Regions from separate parts of the Zea mays genome. Here region 2 is linked to region 1. Evidence: chromatin contacts called from public Hi-C data. All regions are on one chromosome and are shown on one strand. Each heading gives the region's core, a stretch centred on a gene start, on an enhancer-like site or on the middle of the called end of the contact. The rest is flanking DNA. Distances are from core to core; before and after follow the strand shown.

Evidence for each region. A called contact is a pair of places that touch in the nucleus more often than the background predicts.
Region 2: a contact with region 1 is called in a Hi-C map of ear, with 2.5 times the contacts expected there. The contact joins the promoter of LOC100381834 here to the promoter of LOC100193229 in region 1. A contact is called at or near these places in 2 of 25 Hi-C or Micro-C datasets (ear and leaf mesophyll).

The regions. Positions count from the first base shown.
Region 1 is chr1:176,255,805-176,261,399 of Zm-B73-REFERENCE-NAM-5.0, reverse strand. LOC100193229 (peroxisome assembly factor 1) reads right to left here and starts at 1,370. Exons shown (of 9, transcript NM_001371637.1): 1 at 1,238-1,370; 2 at 976-1,109; 3 at 135-248; 4 at 1-25. The coding sequence starts at 1,089.
Region 2 is chr1:176,943,304-176,949,414 of Zm-B73-REFERENCE-NAM-5.0, reverse strand. It overlaps LOC100381834 (F-box domain containing protein expressed), which reads right to left and starts at 1,694. Exons shown (of 1, transcript NM_001174626.1): 1 at 1-1,694. The coding sequence starts at 1,325. LOC100280260 reads right to left here and starts at 5,543. Exons shown (of 8, transcript NM_001361492.1): 1 at 5,449-5,543; 2 at 5,206-5,323; 3 at 4,263-5,068; 4 at 4,085-4,150; 5 at 3,933-3,998; 6 at 3,651-3,827; 7 at 3,457-3,539; 8 at 3,010-3,241. The coding sequence starts at 5,458. The coding sequence ends at 3,200.

The DNA of each region.
Region 1 (5,595 bases), core at 121-2,620:
GCTCATATTGGAATAAGAGTCCTGGCTGATATGAAAAGAAGGCATCAAAACTGAAAGCAACAGTTAGCAGCACACTTAAGTTCTATGCAAGCCTCAAACAACACAAAAATCAGCAAAGTTAATAAAGCAAGCACCTTCATCAAAGAGAACACTTTGACTAGCTGCTCTTTCAACATGGCCGACATCTCAACATCTAGCCTTGCAGCATCAAACTGGTTCACCCTAGATATTGAAATCGGGATAATGACCTGCGTAAGAAAAAAAATGGCATTACATCCCAAATTAAGGGGGTGTTTGGTTCCTTTAGTCACCCTACTAAACTTTAGGGACTAAACTATAGTCCCTATAAATCCTATTTGGAAGAGCTATTTTACTCACCCTGTTTGCTATTTGCCTATTTTAGGGACTAAAAGTTCTAAAGTTTAGTAGTTGGGAACCAAACACCCCCTAAGTGCGCTAGGTGCCTGCAACTGCAAGCATCATGCTTGTTCTCAGGGCCTGCAACTGCAAGCATCATTGTCTTGCCTAGTTCTCGATTTGCCTAGACTTGAAGAAATCCTGGGTCCGCCACTGCCTGTTCTGACAGACAATCGCAAAACTTGTTTTACTTAAGAACCTCTAAGCCTTTTCATGTTAGTAAAATGAAGAACCAGGAGCCAGCAGCAACACCAGAATTAACAACCATCATAATTCACAACTAAATAATGCCTCCGAGTGCTTGAGACATTCCATACCTATCTACATAAGCAAAACCATACCCAGAACAGAAAATCTAGCGACAATTAGCAATAATCAAATTAGTTGACCTCGCCCTCGGGGAAACTAAAATCCCATATGCTTGCGAGGGATTTCGAGTCTCCATCTCCAGCACCTCACATCACGTAGAACTTAGAAATTATGTGGCATCTCAAAGCGCTACCATACAGCAGAACAAACCCTAGGATGGGAGAAAACAGGGGCATCTGTAGACTGTACCTTGGAGGAATCCCGCAGCGACTCCCACTGCGGGAGGCGACTGCCGAGCTCGACGAGCCATGCGTCCTGCGGCGGCGGCGCCTCCGAGGCAGTGGCCGACTCGACCTGGGGCATGGGGGGCAGGGGCGCATCCACTGTTTGGAGGGGTGAAATTGTAATTACTGGGTATAATATGCATGTAACGGTTGCGAATCGGAAAGTGTAGATTTAGATTTGGGGTGCCTCGGTTCCGCACAGGGAAGCGAAAGGAGTGGGGGCGTACCTGGTGGTCTGGTGGATGCTCGCCACCGGTGAAGGGGCCGGCCGACGAAGACCCGCGCCGCTCACCCAGCCTGCGGCTGCGTTGCTCTGGTTTTTTCTTTTTCCCTTTTTTACACGGCCTTTTTTTTTGTGGGGTTGGGTGCGGGGTGGGGGGGTGCATGTTGTCTGCCTCAAAAAAAACTGTTGAAAAAAGGGAATCTGTTGAGGGCATAAGGGAATCTGTTTGAGAACTATATTTTTTTCCAAGTGATTTCTATTTTTTTAAAATATAAACTAATTTTTTTGGAAAAATAGAATTTCGTTGAGAAAATAGATTTTCTAAATTAGCCCTGATAAGATTATCCAATAAGACCATGGGCACGAAATATAATGAGACATATGGTATTCTAATTTATCTATCATGTATGTTTACAAATTCTTCAACAAAGAAGACATTCCTTGGGCATCTCTCACGTGGGGAAGCTATTATGGCCCTGTTTGGTACAGCTGCTGCTTGTTGAAAAAGCAGCTTATCTGATAAGCTGGTAAAAAGCAGCTTCTGCTTATTGCTTTTAGTTCATTTGGAGAAGCAGCTGAACTGATAAGCTGCTGCAGAAGCTATCTGTTTGGCAGAACTTCGGCTTAAATTTGTGAATAAGCTGAAAATAAGTTGTGCCAAACAGGGCCTATAGCACAAGTAAATTCCCAACCCAGTCTTAACAGAATCTTGGCCCTGTTCGGCACCATAGGAATTTTATGGGGCTGTATTTTTTTCATATATGGTTTGGATGAATCAAGCTTTCCACCCAATCCATTGAGGAATTCAATCCCTAAACTCAATCAACAAATATTTGTTCGTTTATTCCATAATAATCTGAAAACTGAAAACTGAATAACACTATCTAAAAACTGAAAACTGAATAACGCTATCTCAAAACTGAAAACTGAATAAACCCAATCAACAAACAAGCTGAAAACTGCAGTCTGAATAACGCTATCTTTTTTTGACAAAGTAGAGACGAGCACATGTCTGCACAATCTTAAACAACTGAAGAAACAAGTTGAAAACTGCACAGTCTGCACAAGTCGAAGAAACAGTCTCTACATGCACATGCAAGCTTCAGACCACACACACTACAAGCTAAGCCTTATTGACTGAAACTGAATAAACTGAATAAACAGCCTGCATAGACTGAAGATGTGACTTTACTTTCTCTTTCTCTAGAAATATTGATAATATCTTTATCCTTGGACCCTGGAACACCATGAGACAAATATGTACTACTTATTAAGAAGGTAAGAGTAGTCTGCCTCCCTTACGTTCTGCCGTTCTGCCGATCCTCAATCTCCACCGTCCATCCCACATCGTTGTTTTGCGTGCGTCGCCCGTCAGCCGTCGTGCGTGCGTCGCCTCCCGTCTGCCCCTTCCCCGTCCACGCGAAGCTCCCTCTGCCCCCTCCCGTTCGCAGTTCTCCTCCGCACGCTGGCAACCGCTCCCTCCCTCCGCCTCCACCTCCGCCGTCGGGCGCACCCTCTCCCTCGCTCTGGACCTCCCCAAGACTCCGTTCCCACGCCTCGCTGGACCTGCCATCACCGCCGCCTTGTTGGGCACGAAACCCTAGCGGCGCTTGCCGCCCCTGGATACCGCATCCCGCTCCCTGGCGCCTCCGCCCGTGCCCTGCTCCAACCGACATTGTCTCCTCGCTGGGCCATGGCTCCCCTTCGGATCGACGGTTGCGCCACCTAGCCACGCCGTTGGATCGGTGGTGCAGCGCGCGGTGCAGGAGATGGTGGAGGACCCGCTCGGTTGCTGGCACACGCGCCGTCCTCAACTCCTCATGGACCTCGAGCCCGGCACCATGGACTCCGTGCGCTCGGGCCCCTTCGGCCAGATCTTCCGCCCCGACAATTTCGTCTTCCAGTCCGGCGCCGGCAACAACTGGGCCAAGGGCCACTACACCGAGGGCGCCGGCAACAACAGGAACCGCACCCGCCATCCGCGACCGTCAACCACCTACCTGCATCCTCTATCCGCCAGCGATGTCGGTGCCCCCACCGGCAACCGCCAGGTCCCTCCCCACCTCCTTCCTCTCGCCCTCCGTAGCCCCCTCCCTCCCTCGCTATCTCACTATTGCTTTTCCACTTCTATAGGTGTCCCTATGGGGGTCCAGCACGAAGGAGATCACATGTGACACGCTGCTGCAGAAGGTCTCCGAGGAGAACCAGCTCCACAGACACCTTTGTTGTGCCGCCGCGGCTGCCCTCTCCATCCAGGTACCTCCTACGTCACCATCCAACGCCCCCTTCTTCGCCCATCATGTCTAATGAGGTATGAAATCTGCTCGCTGCTCACGGCATGAATTTTTCTTTGAGTTTTCGGGTAATTTAATCGACCTGCGAGTCCGTGCTTCGTTTCAATGATACACATGATTTTTGTGATGTCTATTTCAAGGGAGAGATGCTTGCAATGGCTTATGAAAATGTCTTTCTGTTTCAGTTTTGCACTATGTTCTGTTGTGCAAACCTCTTCCTTTTCTTGTTTGGTGAATGACTGCAGAACCAAACTGATAGCACCCAGCTCCTCAGGTTGTCGTCTAATGCCTACGCATCATTTTTTTGTTGGGAGGGGGTCATATTTCATATTTGGCACCTGAATTAAAAAGGAAATAACTGTTGTACCAATCCTTAGGTGTGCAAAATCATGGCTCTATTTTAAATCATCAATAATACTCCTCATCCTGCAATTTGTACAAATGGTTAAGCAAAACAAAACATGATAGTTTTGATAGAACTACATTACCATGCTTGTAAACTATTGAAGGAAATAGAAGGTTCACAAGGATTTATGTTCAAGTTTCATTCGAATAAAAAAATGTAACAGCCGCCTCATAGTGCAGGGAAGGCTTGTGAGTAAAAATCAATTTATAATGATGGTGTTATATATTATTTCTATTGAAGCCTTCATCCAAGCCCCTTTCAATTTAGCCATGGAGTACAAGGGGAAAACGACTTTTAGAAAAGAAATGAATACCCATTGAGCCCACCATGTCCCCCTATGGTAGCAGACGCAATTTCGCAAAGGGTAGATCAAGATCATCGTATATCTATAAAGAATAGGAGAATAGTTTATGTGAGAAATGATTCTGGGAACATGACAAAGTACCAGCTCAAGGACAACATTTACCACAACTAAATGATTGAATGGTATCTTGAAGTATGAAACCAGCTGCCCAACCTACATAAACAACACTAAGGAGAAAAGGGCTAGGGAGAACAATTGATTTCCAATCTACAGTGGAGTAATTTCACTTACAGACTTACCACCTGCACTCATAAAAGTCTGTGGCTTGGCAAGCATTATAGGGACATCACCAATGAGGCCTAAATTAGAGTGAAGCATTATATTTAAAAAACATACATGCCTATTTTAATTACATTAGATACATATCTAATATGTATTTCTTTGATTTCAGTTGTTTATATTGTATGTTGTTTTCAGGTCATATTCACCAATGATTGCTATGTGTTTGCGCTGTGCCCTTTCGCAGGACCTCAATTTCAGATGAATTTAAAAGACGAGGAGTACTAATTTTATATACAATTATATTTCTTCTGTTAATCTTATAGGATAACACTAATCGGATGTTACTATGCATAAACTTATATATCAATGATTTATGGTTTTAATATAGTACAGGAGTATCAAATTAGAAGAGTTGTTTCCCTCACGTTTTCACATTGTTCTCCTTTTATGGTATGTCACTTGCAGAAAATTGGAATAGATACAACATTGGAAACAATGGCGAGGGACGAGCATGTTAAATTTACACTAAAATTTGAGTATGGATTTGGCTATGAGTAAACAAGCAGGTGACAACAGTACCTTTGTGCTCTACATTAATATATAAAGTGGAATTGATAGATTTCACAAAAGTATGGTTAGTTGAAATAGTGTTGATCTTATCCATGTATATTGTGGTTTCTTCTATTTATTATGGGTAGACCTTGTTTAAACAGTGTACCTTGAATTAATGTTGTATACAAGGGAAAGGGAGTGGTGTTCTTCAATTTCTCATCCGAGTGTTCTTCAATTTCTCGGGCGAGTTTTCGATTTCAGCCTAACAGAAGATTCAGCTCTCTTTTTCTTTTTATTGGATTAATGTTGTACCACTATCTGATTAGTACACATCCACCCTATTGAAGTAGGTCTCAACGTAGTTGGAGTAACACAGATTGTATCCCGAGTACATCCTCAATCGTGGTGTTCTCCAATTTCTCAGGGTGAGTTCTTTCCTTTTTAATTTTGATTGCTGTTTCTTTTTGTTCATATGGATTTGTGTAGTACAACTGTCCAAACATTTTTTAATTTTGTTTGCTGTT
Region 2 (6,111 bases), core at 445-2,944, 690 kb before region 1:
CAACGGAAGAACGGCGGTTCACGAGCAGGCTTGGGATTCAGGAACGTCCGGTGCTGGACGAGGCTCTCCCTCAGCACGTGCCTAATAGGCAGCATCCTCCGAACATGAGGAAGCCCAAACTCGCGCAGCAGATTCCCGTTCCTGTCACAGTGCAAGAGCCAGCGCCCGGACAGGATCAGCACATCCCCATCGGCCGAGACAACGGACGGGGGGATCCAGCAGTCGTCGTCCTGCATAAGCCGCATCCACGGGAGTGGCAGCTGGATCCGGTACGCGAGGACCCAGAGCTCGTTATGATAGTCCTCCAGACGCCAGAGCTCTACCGTCGCCAAGTTCTTCCCGGAGACGGACATGCCGAGGCGGCCGTTGGGGAACTCGAGCAGCGCCATGTCCTTTTGGTCCATGTCTGTCACGGGAGCAGGCTCCTTCCAGCTGAACGCATCGACCCATATGTCGAACACCAGTATGCGGTACCCCTGGCTCTTCTGCGGCGGCCAGTGCAGGTGGCGGTGCCTCAGCTGGACGGGCGGGGAGACGCCGGCCATCCGCACCCCCGCCGCTAGCCCGTGGTCCCGGGGCACGTGCCGCGCGATGGGCCGCCCGATGGACCGCCACTGCACGGGCCGGGTCACTGTGACGATGTGGTACCACCGTTCCGGGCCTTCGTCTACGGTACTACTGGTACGCGTGCGTCCGCCGCTGCACAGCACGCGGTACTCGCCGGAAGAGAAGTGCTCGTAGAAGCCGATCACGTTCCAGAGCGTGAGGTCCGGAATGGAGGCCCAGTGGCGCGTCGCCGGGTTGATCACGTACCAGTCGAAGGAGAAGGACACGAGGAGGTAGCCGTCGACGGAAGCGTGGAGCAGGACCATCTGCTTGAACCCGTCCGCGTAGTTCTCCCTCTCCATCTTCGCGTAGTCGACGACACGGGAGACCTCGGGCTCGGTGTCGCCGGGCGGGTCGTCGTCGTCGTCGTCACGGGCCCCGGCGGCCTCGTAGTAGTCGCTGGCGGTGAACCGTAGGACGTGGTGCGGCCTGCCGGAGCGGAGGTCGAGAGACTCGACGCAGTAGTCCGTGAGACGGACGTAGCGGTCGGGGCAGGCGACGCGGTCGAAGCAGAGCAGCGGCTGCGGCGGGTTCTTGCGCCGGGACCGGGTGGCCCAGTGGTCCAGCTTGTCGCGCCACGCCCTGCAGACCGACCGCATGCGGAGGGTCCACTTGGGCGACAGGCGGACGAGGATCTCGTCGAGGGCGTTGGAGGGGGCGTCGCAGATGAAGTCCGCCGCGGCGTCGTCGACGACCCGCTCCGGCTTTAGTGCCTCCATTCTCTCTCCGCCTCGGCAACTTGTCCACGCGCTCGGATCGGAGGGCGGTGGGGGATGGGATGGGGACTGCTCCTCGCCAACCGCACAGCTGCCGGCTCGATCCTACCCTGTGGAATGCAAACGCGGCAGCGAAACCGGCTACGGGGGAACACGGCACTAGACGGTGATGCGGGAACCAACCAAACCGGGGCTCCGATCACGGCGACCGACACGAAGGAGAAGGATGCAATCGAGCAAAGGATGAGGGTGATTCCGATTCGAGGGCTCACCCCTGTTGTCGCCGCGGCTGCTTCTGCCTTGTGCAGACGTTCCCGTCCTTTCGGTCGGTCGGAGGCAGGAAGACGAAATGGTTTGGCCGTTCGTTTGGGAGGGAGACCGCAGCTGGTTTGGTTGTAAACCGATTAATCTTTTTAAAGCAGGCTGTCAGCCTGTGTCACCTGCGTGCAGTGCAGTATGCTTGCCTGGGCCTTGGGCCTCGATGCTATTAGCCCGCACGCTTTGTAGGCTTCATGGAGCCTAAAAAACATGCACATTCAGTCCTACAATTGTGCCATGTGCAATAACTCTGTTGAAGAAACTGTAGAACATCTCTTCCTCTGGATGAGTTTGTGAGCAGGAGTGGTAATACATATAATAAAGATATATCCAGTGCACATTAAACCTTAATATATATGGTGCACTTATTAAATCATCACTATCTATCTCAGATCTAACATCTCTGATTGATCATTATAATTTACAAATAACATCTTCCACCACGTCAGAGAGTATCCTTAGTAAAATATATCAAACAACTAGATTTATTAGATATAAGATAAGTGGTGATGATTTAATATATACACTAGATATATATAGATCGTGATGCAAATATTTCTTCACGGTTTATTTAATCCCTTAGTTACTTTTAGCTTAAAATTGAATAAAAACAAAAAAACCGATCATAATTCAATCGAATCCTTACATTTTTATTATAGTGTAAAGTTTATGGCCCGTTACCGCCTCCTGATTGTGAGTCGTGCTGAAATTTTCTTGGGTTGGTTGTCCCCTCTTCTCTAGGTCCCTTTCAGCTTTTGGAACACTTGGGGCTGGTTTGGGAGTTGGGACCAAGGGTGACGGAGAAGATTGAATAGTAAGAAATTTTGGTCCCTTAATCTCCTCTATTATTACACTTGCTCCCAGACAAGTCCGAAGAAGAGGAGGCTTGGAGGGAGCGCTGCAAGTTCATCTCAAGGATGTCTTTCGCATGGTTATCCTGCACGCAAAGAAGAAGAAACTATTTCTAGTATACGTAGACATAAATATCTAGAAATACATAGTTTCAAAAACTATGTACGTGCAAGTTCTAAACAGGAATGTTTCCAAAAGTCTTTTGGCGATCCGGTGCCAGTCACAGGAAAAAGCTGGTCCACTGAATCGGCTCACCTCAAGTTTCTGGTCAACCCAAACTGAACACAAAAGCGAACAAAATCGACTGACATGCACATAGATACAGACAGTTTTGCAATACTTGCAGACAAGAGCAAAAAAAAAAAAAAAGAACTTCAAAGGGATGTGCAATGCACAAATAATGCATTGTGTCAAAAGAATTGTGTCATGAAGGTGTAAGTATTAAACTAGGAATTGTGAAGTAGGAAGGAAATGAAGGTGTGAAGTAGGAACAGTAATATATAGTGACAAAAGAATTGTGTCGCTTGACAAATCTCGACCACTGGTCAAATTACACTCCGGCCTATCAACCAAAAACTGAAAGATGGAAGAAAAAAGAAGTGACGGCCTATCGGTCGATCTCGGTCTCGATCACAAGTCTCTGTCAAGGCTTAACCATACTACCAACACATACACACATGCATGCAGCTAGATGACCCATCAGCTGGTCACCATACCCCGGATCTGAATCTCAGGCTTGCCATAGTTTTCTGAAAGAAAGGGAAAAAAATCCAGTAATAAAATCAAGTCAGTGATGGATAAAGTGAATTGTATTAGTTCTTAGTAAGTGCATGGAAGATGAGGAGTTTGTAGCTCCGTGTGTGACAGAGCTATCCAAAGGACGGATCTCCAAGAGATCCATGGGACGGCGACAGGTTTCCATCGCGCGTTCACTGGTTCACATCCACATCATTCTGCCGCGTACCGCGTATTTTCGGTCGTTCGGAAGGAAGGAGACGACGTCGCCGGCACGGGGTTCTGGCGCGGGTACAAGCCCATCGCCGCCGCCTACAGGCAGTGGTGCTGGAATCTGTCAGCGAACAGCTAGCAGCCAAGTATACCTGCGTATATTATATATAGGTAAAATTCATCGATGTTTAGAGGCTTGCTCAGCTCAACCGTGCGTGGCGGTGGCACCAAGGGCGGTGGCGGCAGGTGGTCGACGGCGAGGTAGCGCGTATAGAGGTCGGGCGCCGACGCCGGCAGGGAAGCCACGTGGGGAGGACGCCCGGGCGCGGCCACCATCGTCCGCTGGTGCACCCCCGCCGCCGCGATGCCGCCGCCCATCCACACCACCTGCGCGGGCAATGCAATGCAGACGTCACTCACACGTTAGTTTCCTTGGTTGTTCTGGCGCGAAGAGGAGGATGGGAGGGGAGTAGGGGAGAGCGGCTAGCTCACCTGCAGCTGGAGCTGCAGCGACTTGAGGTACTCGATCGCCTCGTCCAGCATCGACGCCTTGTCCGCCTGGAAAATACGAATGCGATGAGAGAAACCGTGCATGTGTAAGGAGATCACAGCATCCAAATCTCGGTATGTGAGTTTTTTTTTACTTTGTTGCAGTGGGGTATGAGTTCCTGCAGGGCCTTCATCTTCTCGTTGATCCTGTCCCGTCTCCTCTGCACCGGACCCGGATTCAGACGAGAGTTAGCAATGGCCGGTGGCGGCCCGGCCGGCCAAACAAGTAACGGAAGGGTTTGTCAGAGAAAGGGTGGGAATGGCCTTAATTACCCGCTCCGAGAGGTTGTGGACTTGCGCGGCGCGGCGCCGCTTGGCAGTCGTCGTCCTCTGCGCCGGCTCGCACTCCAGCCCCACGTCCTGCATTCGCGGCCGTAAACGTGTTCCTCCGTGTCATCGATCGGAGACGTAGACGCAGACGCAGCGCTGCGAAAAGACGGCGGGCCGGGCCGGGCAAAGGCCTGGCCGGCACTGGCGGGGCAATGTACCATGTACTTATGTACGTACGTACCTCGGCATCGGTGGCGTCGTTATGCTTCCTCTTGCCGCTCCGGCGGGCAGCGCCGGGCCCGGGACCCGGCTGCTCGCTCTTGGTGGTGCATGACCTGGAACGCGTCGTCGACGACGAGGTCACCATCAGCACGTCGCGGGCCCTGGCGACGTCCCCCGGCGCCGTCGCCTGCACGTGGTTGCCGTTGCTCCCGCAGAGGCTGGACACGACCGTGAGCACGGACGAGCCGGCGCCGTCCGTCGCCGTCGCCGTGCCGCCGTCTCCCGGGCACGCCTTCTCCTCCCGCGGCGCTTGCGCGGGCCTCGGCGGCGGCGGCGGCGGCGGCATCATCCGGATACTCTGGCGCGCGGCCTCCCCGCGCGCGCCGCCGACGGCCGCCTGCGCCTCCCCGAAGAGCTCCGAGAAGAGGTCGGCCCTCTCCTCCACCGGGTACTGGAACCACGCCTGCGCCTGCGCCGCCGCCGCCTCGTCGTCGTCGGGTCTCGGCGGCTTCCGCGGCGCCTGGGCCTGCATGACCACGTGGCCGTTGCGCCACATGAGCTCGATGAGCCCGTCGTCGTCCTCGCCGCTGCAAGCAAACAGCAACAGAGACAAAGGACGCGACGTACACAGTACACGCCCGCGCCGCATCAGCCATGGACGGGAAGAGAGGCTGTGGCGCAGCTTTGTTGGAATGATCGGATCAGGATGGGAGCCGGAACCGACCCCAGTGGCGCGAAGGTGTCTCCCATGCTGCTGCTCCAATCGGGGATGTAGTGGCTCATGTCCATGGCGGCTCGGGCTGTCGCAGCGCATTCCACCACCGAGCAGGCGTGCTCGATCGCTGCAAGGACAAGATCCCGTGTTATTTGAAGCTTGAACTCTGTCTGAGGACGATCACACGCGCGCGCAAACCTAAACCGAGATGGGCAGAGGACGGAAGTCATAGGTAGAAGAAGAAACAAGAACCTGTCTGCATGGAACTGATCTGCAGAGCCTCTTCCCTACTTGCTGCCTGCCTGAAACAGGAGCTGCCAGGAGGTTCAAGTTGCAGCAGGGCAAGGTGGGGGCAAGCAGGGGCGCTCCGGCGCTGTGGAGTGGAGGGCCTTTTAATTTGTTTAATGAGAGAGGGGAAGAAGAACAGTGCCGCGTGGCGCGGTGGATTCTCTCGGTCCCGCTCCCAATGTTCCATCCCATCCCTCCAATAGTCCACACCCACAAGCAGGGTAGGCCAGAGATATCTCTTCTATTAAAACCCCACGCGGTTTCGAGCGCTCTTCACGCTTCCCACGTACGGCGCATACGACGGAGGCCGGGCGTGCAGACTGCAGACACGTCCACACGCGGTCCCGGACCCGAAGTATTTTATCCAATTCAGTTTATGGTCCTCGGTCACGCATCGTCGCTCCCGGTTCTAGAACTTTGCCGCACATCGCCGCTCCCAACCCTAGCAGGAGCTCTCGGCCCCCCGCCCTCGCCTCCATCGTTGCTCCCAGTTCTGAACCTCGTCCGCACATCACCACTCCCAAGCCTAACAGGAGCTCCCAGCCTCGCCAGCCCCCACCTCCATCGCGCTCTGCAAAATGCCCCTGCACAGATGTGCCACGAAAATAATCCCCGGTCTCGGAGTTT